2 separate regions of the Mus musculus genome follow, and region 2 is linked to region 1. A link is a contact called in public HiChIP or PLAC-seq data. All regions are on one chromosome and are shown on one strand. Each heading gives the region's core, a stretch centred on a gene start, on an enhancer-like site or on the middle of the called end of the contact. The rest is flanking DNA. Distances are from core to core; before and after follow the strand shown. Region 1 holds the start of Alox8 (arachidonate 8-lipoxygenase). Region 2 holds the start of Chrnb1 (cholinergic receptor, nicotinic, beta polypeptide 1 (muscle)).

The links. HiChIP or PLAC-seq counts read pairs in DNA pulled down with a chosen protein or histone mark.
Region 2: an H3K4me3 HiChIP or PLAC-seq map of bone marrow-derived macrophages shows a contact between it and region 1, with 5 times the contacts expected there. The contact joins the promoter of Chrnb1 here to the promoter of Alox8 in region 1. A contact is called at or near these places in 2 of 39 promoter capture datasets (liver and maxillary cranial neural crest) and 1 of 115 datasets of contacts at active chromatin or transcription factors (bone marrow-derived macrophages).

The regions. Positions count from the first base shown.
Region 1 is chr11:69,196,037-69,199,834 of GRCm38.p6, reverse strand. It overlaps Alox8 (arachidonate 8-lipoxygenase), which reads left to right and starts at 1,992. Exons shown (of 14, transcript NM_009661.4): 1 at 1,992-2,172; 2 at 2,260-2,482; 3 at 2,729-2,810. The coding sequence starts at 2,026.
Region 2 is chr11:69,794,466-69,798,343 of GRCm38.p6, reverse strand. It overlaps Chrnb1 (cholinergic receptor, nicotinic, beta polypeptide 1 (muscle)), which reads left to right and starts at 2,407. Exons shown (of 11, transcript NM_009601.4): 1 at 2,407-2,522; 2 at 2,610-2,749; 3 at 3,331-3,375. The coding sequence starts at 2,465. Fgf11 (fibroblast growth factor 11) reads left to right here. Exons shown (of 5, transcript NM_001362623.1): 5 at 72-2,276. The coding sequence ends at 142.

The DNA of each region.
Region 1 (3,798 bases), core at 743-3,242:
ACAATTGGCCACTGTGATAGCACAGTGACCTGGCACTTAGCCATAGATGGACAGCTAAGTCACTTCTGTCCAAGACTCAGGAAACTTGGGATGCATCAGGGGACAGAAAGAGTGGAAGAGATGGGGGTAGGAATGAAGGTTGTATAGCAATTTCCTCTGACTTGAAGCAGTCCATTCTGGAGGGAAAGAGAGGTTCATGGAATTTGAGATTTAAACAATTTTCTCAGATCCTGGAGAGCTGAAACTTAGATGTACCAGGCTCTTTCCAAGGATATAAAGACAAGGACTGACCAGGAAGGAGGCTCTCTAGCATCTTTAGTTGCCTACAGTCATGCATTTAGCTCCAGGATGCCGCCTTCTGAGCTGTCACCCACACTGGGGTGGGCTCTGGTGCTGCAGCCTGTAAGTGGGCACTCCAGTAAGTAGCCCCTCACCCACCCTCCTTTAAGTTACCACAATTTGATTCAACAGATTGGACACAGTGGTATCATTACTCTGATCAGTTGGTAGTTCCCTATATGGGGTGAGTACATATCTGTTCTCATCTCCCTAGAAATGATGTGACACAACAGTGTGTGTGTGTGATATATATATAGAGAGAGGGGGTAGGGAAGAGGAGGGGAGGGGGAGGGGGAATGTGGTGGTAGGGGGTGGGGAGAACTGTGTCATTGCTACTTTGTCTATAACCAGGTCAGCCTAGCATATATTCACCATAACTCTTCTCTGGGTCATCCCACATCAGTCCCCAGGGAGTAGGACATCAAACCTAGGAGCCAACACGAAGGTTTCACCCTTTGATAGTAACAAGAAAGCTGATGTAACACACATACTGAATAATCTTGGTTGCTTCTACCTCTTTGCAAAACTTTCAAATTTTTTAGCAACTTGGAGCCTGAATCCACTGCCCTTTTCCAGCGATCTTCTCTTAGCCTAGGGCTCACACACATCCCTGTGCCATGACTTCCAGGTAGGCACCCATAGGGACCACTATACTTGGATGTCTAATGGGCACAGCAAAGAGGATTTCCCAAATCTGTTGTTTCCCTCAAGGGCAAACTCTGTCACTGTCTTCCTTCTGACATCCCTCTCACTCACTCCAGCTCTGCCTTCCCTTCTCCAGTGATCTCAGGGCCTTTGCACAGACAATTCCCCAACAGTAAAACAGCTTACCTAGACATACCACTTGAAAACATATATTTAGTATTATTCTTGATATCTTATTTGAAATTTCACATATGCACACAATGTACTTGACTATATCTACCCCATCCCCCCTACAGCTCTCCCCGACCTTCCCTCAGGTCCCTCCCAACTTCAGATCCTCCTCCTTTTAATAACACACTGAGTCCAATAATTGGTGCCCATAAACACATACCCTGGGCTCACCTCTCACCACCTCTGGGTCTCTGAGGGCCTTTCTCTCGAGCCAAACTTCTCAGGCTCTCACATCAGCAGTGACTGACATCTTCCCCAGCATTGATTATCCTCTAAACTCTAATACATGCTTAGAGCATTTGAATGTCTTTTCCCCCTTGCACTTGACCTTAGTAAACAGTCAGGCAAAGCTAGAGTATTGCCTGGACCCGCACTGGCAGCATCTAATAGTCCTGGCCAGTGATGGCTCTCAAAATCAGTTATTAAAGAAGTGAAAGCAGCCTTGTGGCGTGGGAAGAGTTAAAGGAATGGGGAAGTGGACCCTCACTCACATTTAAAGCTAAGACAGCATGTAAATAAATTTTACACTTGTACCCCACATTCCAGTTGGGTCTGGAACTCACCCTGTGGACTTCAGTCCACTTCCTGTCTCAGCGCCACCCATTGTGACTCCAGGTTTCAGTGTGTCAACCCACCTACTACTTGTCCTAAATTCTAAGGCTCTTCCTGATGGCAAGGAAGCTGAAGGGGAATTCAGTGGGTAGCGAACACATTTCCCCTTAACCTGGTCTGATGGGCGGGGCATCGCTGAGGTTAAATCACCCTGCCAGGTAGTCCAGCTTGCAGTAGAGAGCTAAACTGGTCAGGAGGATGGCGAAATGCAGGGTGAGAGTATCCACGGGGGAAGCCTGTGGGGCTGGCACATGGGACAAAGTGTCTGTCAGCATCGTGGGAACCCACGGAGAGAGCCCCTTAGTACCTCTGGACCATCTGGGCAAGGAGTTCAGCGCCGGTGCTGTGAGTTTTTGGGGAGCAGGCAATGGCGACTGTGGAGGAAGGCAGCCCAGGGGGACCATCCTCAGCATACTAAACAACCCCTCCTAGGAAGAAGACTTCGAGGTGACGCTTCCCCAGGACGTAGGCACTGTGCTGATGCTGCGAGTCCACAAAGCACCCCCGGAAGTGTCCCTCCCGCTTATGTCTTTCCGTTCTGATGCCTGGTTCTGCCGCTGGTTCGAGCTGGAGTGGCTACCTGGGGCTGCACTCCACTTCCCCTGTTATCAGTGGCTGGAAGGGGCGGGGGAGCTGGTGCTGAGAGAGGGAGCAGGTGAGGGGACTGGGGCTGCGGGAGGCACGCAGCAGTGTGTCGCAGGCTAAGCTTGGGGAGTGGAAACCAGGAAAGGGCAGAGGAGGAAGGAGGGGACTGGCAGAAGCAGGAGGTGGTGGCAATCAGCTTGCAGTGGAAGAAGTGTACCCGGGGTGAGGGGACTGGTGGGTTGACAGCAGTAGGAGGGAGAAAGTCTGAAGCCAGAGATCAAGAGAGGATCCTTTCCATCCACGCCCTCACCCGCAGCAAAGGTGTCCTGGCAAGACCATCACCCTACACTGCAGGATCAGCGCCAGAAGGAGCTTGAGTCCAGGCAGAAGATGTACAGGTGAGGAGGGAGATAGTGACCCCTGCAGGAGGACTCACTTATGGGATGGGAAGGAGCCAAATCAAGGACTAATCCCAGACACAGTAGTGTTGGCATTACTGGGCAACTGAGAGAAAAGCAGATTCGCAGGAGCTCTGACTCTGAATGTGATTGAGCAGAGAGACTGGCTTCTTTCCAAGCCTTTCTGGTGACGCTGGCACCCACTGAAGGTTGAAACCCACTGCTCTAACAACCCTGTCCTGTGGCTTATGCCTTCTCCATCTCTCTCTGTGGTTGTTATTGCTTCCGTTTCTCTTTTCTCTCACTGGTGGGGTTGTTGCTTTCTCCCGTAAATACAGGCAGAACTCCCAGCAATTAAGGGTGACCTTCAAAGCCATTCCTAGACAGTACAGAAACTCTCAGACAGGGATGCTTTCCATCTTATCAGCTCAACATAAAGAGTTAGAGCAGAGAGCTACCTACATACTGAAATTACAGTAGGTGGGAATTTCAAGGGGGTAAAGTCAGCTACTGTACTCAGGTGGACATTTTCAAAGTCACCTGGCGCTCTTAATCTTGGTTGCTTTCCAAATCCTGAGCCCCCTGCTTTTGCCCTAGGTCTCTGGAAACTGAGCAAGCACGGGCTCATTTGGTTCCTGGTGATTTGACTTTTGTCATGAAAGCCAGGACACTAAATCTCACAGTGGCAAACAGGGGAGAGGGGCAGATGTTGAAATCTACATCCTCCATGATGCAGGGCCAGTTTAGATCCTAACAAAAAGTGCTGGAAGGTCTTGGGTAAATCACTTACTCTCTTTGATTGATGTTTTTTTTTTTCTTCTGGTTGTTTGTTTGTTCTTTAGAGAGGAAAGAGTTTATTTCATCTTATATCTGAGAGAACATTATAATTGGTATTCGGGACAGGAAATTAAACATGAACTTGGAGGCAGGCACTGAAGAAGAAGTCGTGAAGGAATAGAATTACTGTCTTGTGCAGACTGATTTCTTA
Region 2 (3,878 bases), core at 1,158-3,657, 600 kb before region 1:
CTCTGCTTCTTCCTGGCTCCCTATGTGCCTAATTCTCCTTCCTTGCTCCTCTCTCTCTCTCCCCTCCACAGTGGCCATGTACCGGGAGCCTTCTCTCCACAGTGTTCCTGAGACCTCCCCTTCCAGTCCCCCTGCCCACTGAGATATAGTCCCTGGACTGGAGGCTCCCTGCTCTTCCAGTGAGTCAGCCACCGCCACATCCTGTGTCCTAGCCCTGCGCCGGGCCTTGCCGCTCTCACCCCTGTTGCCACACACATGCCCTGAGCAGTCAGGTCTCAGCAGGTGCTGCACCCTGTGGGAGCTTCGGGGCTGTCAGGGACCTCCGGAGTTGCTGAGCTCTTAGATCCTGGGGCCCAGGAGAGGTCCCAAGATGGGGGTGCCTGAGATGACCCTGCCTGATCACTTCTCTTTTTTCCACACTAATTCCTACCCCTTAAGAGAACACCCATTTTTTTTCCTAAAAGGCACCGGGGTTCCAACACTCAAGGCAGGAAGGTAATACTCTTCACCCTGGCTGAGCCAGTCTCTGAAGCCATGTCCTTCTTTGCATCGTCTCGAAGCCATAGCTTTCTAGGTCGGTCCACTGGCACTCAGAATGCATCTCCTTCTCTCTCTGCTCTACCTTCTGACTTGGTCTGGACAGGTTCTGATAGAGCTGGTCACCCCAGCCAGGCAGGGCCATCCCTATGTTCTGTGTTGGAACCCAAGTATGTATCCTTTCCACGTCTATCCTTGTCCTAGATGGACACCTCCCACCCCTGGCTTTAAAAAAGAGGCCCCCTACTGTAGCAATTGGCCTTGGTCTGAATTGGGACCAGTCTCAGGTCACCACTGATTAAACCTTCTTATCCCAGAGACACCCAATTCTAGAACGTGGTATTCTAGACCTTTCTGGAGCCATACTTCCTCCTGAATCTCAGTTCTAGGACATAGCCCATGACTCTCAGCCCTTTCTTCCCGGATGGAGCTAGGGCCTGTATAGCCATATTATTGTACTAGAGTAAGTTCTAGACCTACCCTTCCACTTTCTCTAGCAATTAAAGGATGAGCTATGGGTAGAACTCAGCTATGATTAATTAAAAACTGATTGGCTCTGAGCTGTGCTTGGTGGCACACACCTGTAATTCAGCACCCGGGAGGCTGAATCAGACAGATCCTGAGTTGGAGGCCATCCTGGGCTACAATAGCAAAACCCTGTCTCAAAAGCCAATACACACACACACATACACACACACACACACACACACACACAGAGAGAGAGAGAGAGAAAGAGAGAGAGAGAGAGAGAGAGAGAGAGAACTAATCAGTACTGAACGGATCAAGAACCACTTCTTGCTTTTCCTAAATAATTTTCTAAAAATAGTCCCTCCAGAATACTAACCTTACTTTTACATGGTTTCTAGTTTCAGCATTCCAACTAGGGTTCTGCCAGGGAGACAAGAGTCTGGGGAAAGATACAGGAATTCTGGAAGAATATACCTGGCTCCTAGAAGGGAAGCTGAGAGGGAGAAAATGCCATGGTATGATTGAACCTGTGTCTGAACACTTAGCTACCTCAGCAGGAATTCCTTCCAGATCCCTTTTAAAGCTGAGGACTTTCGTTCTGATATGGTATGCTGCATCTGTGAGGTAAAGGAGAGGAGGAGAATCAGGAAATAAAAGGCTAGCCTGGGCTACCTAGTGAGGTCAGGGCCAGCCTAGGCTATGTGAGACCCTGTCTCAAACAACAGGAAGCTAAGGTCTACAATGAGAATAACTCTAGAATTAAAAAGGACAAATAGGGACACAGCCTTGACTCCCCCTCACAGCAGAGAGACCCCCAACTCAGCAATAAGTTCAACTTCTCCGAGCCCTCTACAGGTCAGGCTTAGGAAACGAGGAGCCTCTTGGGCTCCCAGACCTCATATGTATCCCCAGAGCTTCTAACTAAATAGAATTTACTTTACTTTACAGCTTTTAAACCTCAGGTGGGTTCTAAGTACCCAAAAAGGACCTGAAAAACGGAGAAAGCCATGGGGAACCTCTAGTAAAATAGGAGGTAGATTCTGAGTCTAGCAGATGTAGGTGGAAACGTCTATTGAGGTCCTAAGGGAGGGGCTAGTGCTCAAAGACAGGTCACTTTTCCTCAGGCCCTTTTACTTCTGGCTTGTTGCAAGAGATGCCCCCCTCCCTCATACAAACCCCGCTCAGGCTCCGCCCATCTCCTGGCACTGCTCTCAGGGGACGGGGTCTCCACTTCATGCTTTCTGTAATTAAAGATGATTTATACAACCGGAGTGTTATCTGACATTTGTGAGTGGAGGGCGACTGCAGTTGCTCCGGGCGGGACCAAGTCCCGAGGGCGGGGCGGGTGGGCTGGCGTCTGGTCCCCCGACAACAGGTGCACATTCCTGGGCGCCTCGTCACTTCCCCTGGCCTGAGGCCGCTATCCGGACAAACTTCACTGAGCGAAAGAGGCAGGGCCATGGCCTTAGGGGCGCTGCTTCTGCTTCTAGGGGTACTCGGGACGCCCCTCGCCCCAGGTAAGTCAGTTTGGGTCTCCAAGAGGCAGTGATGAGCAATGGTCACGGCCAGCCCCGGGAGCGTCACTTAGTGCTTTCCTTCGTCAGGCGCCCGCGGGTCGGAAGCCGAAGGCCAACTGATTAAGAAACTTTTCTCCAACTATGATAGCTCGGTGAGGCCGGCGCGGGAGGTGGGAGACCGCGTCGGGGTCAGCATCGGCCTCACCCTGGCGCAACTCATCAGCCTGGTGAGAGCGGCACTGCGGGTGGAGTCGCTGGGCAGGACCGACTGGGGGCGTGGCTTTAGACGCTGCCCAGAAGATCGACAGCCTGGGGGCGGGCGGGTTATGCTAAGAGGCAGACAAGCCTTTGGCGGTGATTGGGTAAAAATCAGACCAATGAACTAGTTCATGGGCGAGGCCTCTATGATAGGTACAGAATACTGTTCTGCTAACTCGCCTGTGGGCGGGTTTTGAGGCGGAGCTGGGGCAGAAGGACCTGCTACCGGGAGGACCTCGAGGCGGGGCTGTGTAATATTCTAGCAAAGTCCAGCAGAGCTTGGTACCTAAGCAGTCAATAAACAACTCTGAGCGGAGATTCAGAGTTGTATCCATTAGACGCCGGGCGTGGCCCGTGACTTAACCTCGACGTAAAAGAAAGGAAAGCAGGCACCAAGGCTGGTGTTTCGAGATTGATATGAGATGGAGTTTGCACCCAAGAAGGTGCAATTTAGAGAAAGGGACTAGAGATTCCATGGAGAAAGTAACTCACCGAACCCTCGTTTCCACCCACTTCATTTCACTTCTGCCTTTTAACTTTTCCATTCTAGAACGAGAAGGATGAAGAAATGAGCACAAAGGTGTACTTAGACCTGGTATGGAGACCTCGTGGGTTAGGGAAAGGCACCCTGTTTCCTTTATATTAATCTCCTGGAGTCCTCATCCCAGTAAGATTTTTTTTTAATAGTAACTCACAACGTACACATATAATAACTGAAACAGAATTTTCGATCAACAAATTTAAGATACAAGTTTGGGGATCACTAATTTGAATTCCCATCCTTGAAAGATCCTGAACTGCATGCAGGTTGAACATCACTTTAGGGTGGCTAGTTCAATCTCTTCAGTTATTTCTTAAATTATTCTATTTTTATTTTATGTGAATGGGTGTTTTGCTTGCATATGTCTGTGAAGCACATGCATAACTGGTGTCCGTGGAAGCCAGAAGAGGGCCCCTGTTCTCCTGGAACTAGAGTTACAGATGTTTGGGCCTTCCACGTAGGTGCTCGGAATCTATTTTGGGTCCTCTGGAAGAGTAGCCAGTGCCCTTAACCAATGAGGTATCTCTTTAGGCCCCTTCTTCGGTTTGAGACTGAAA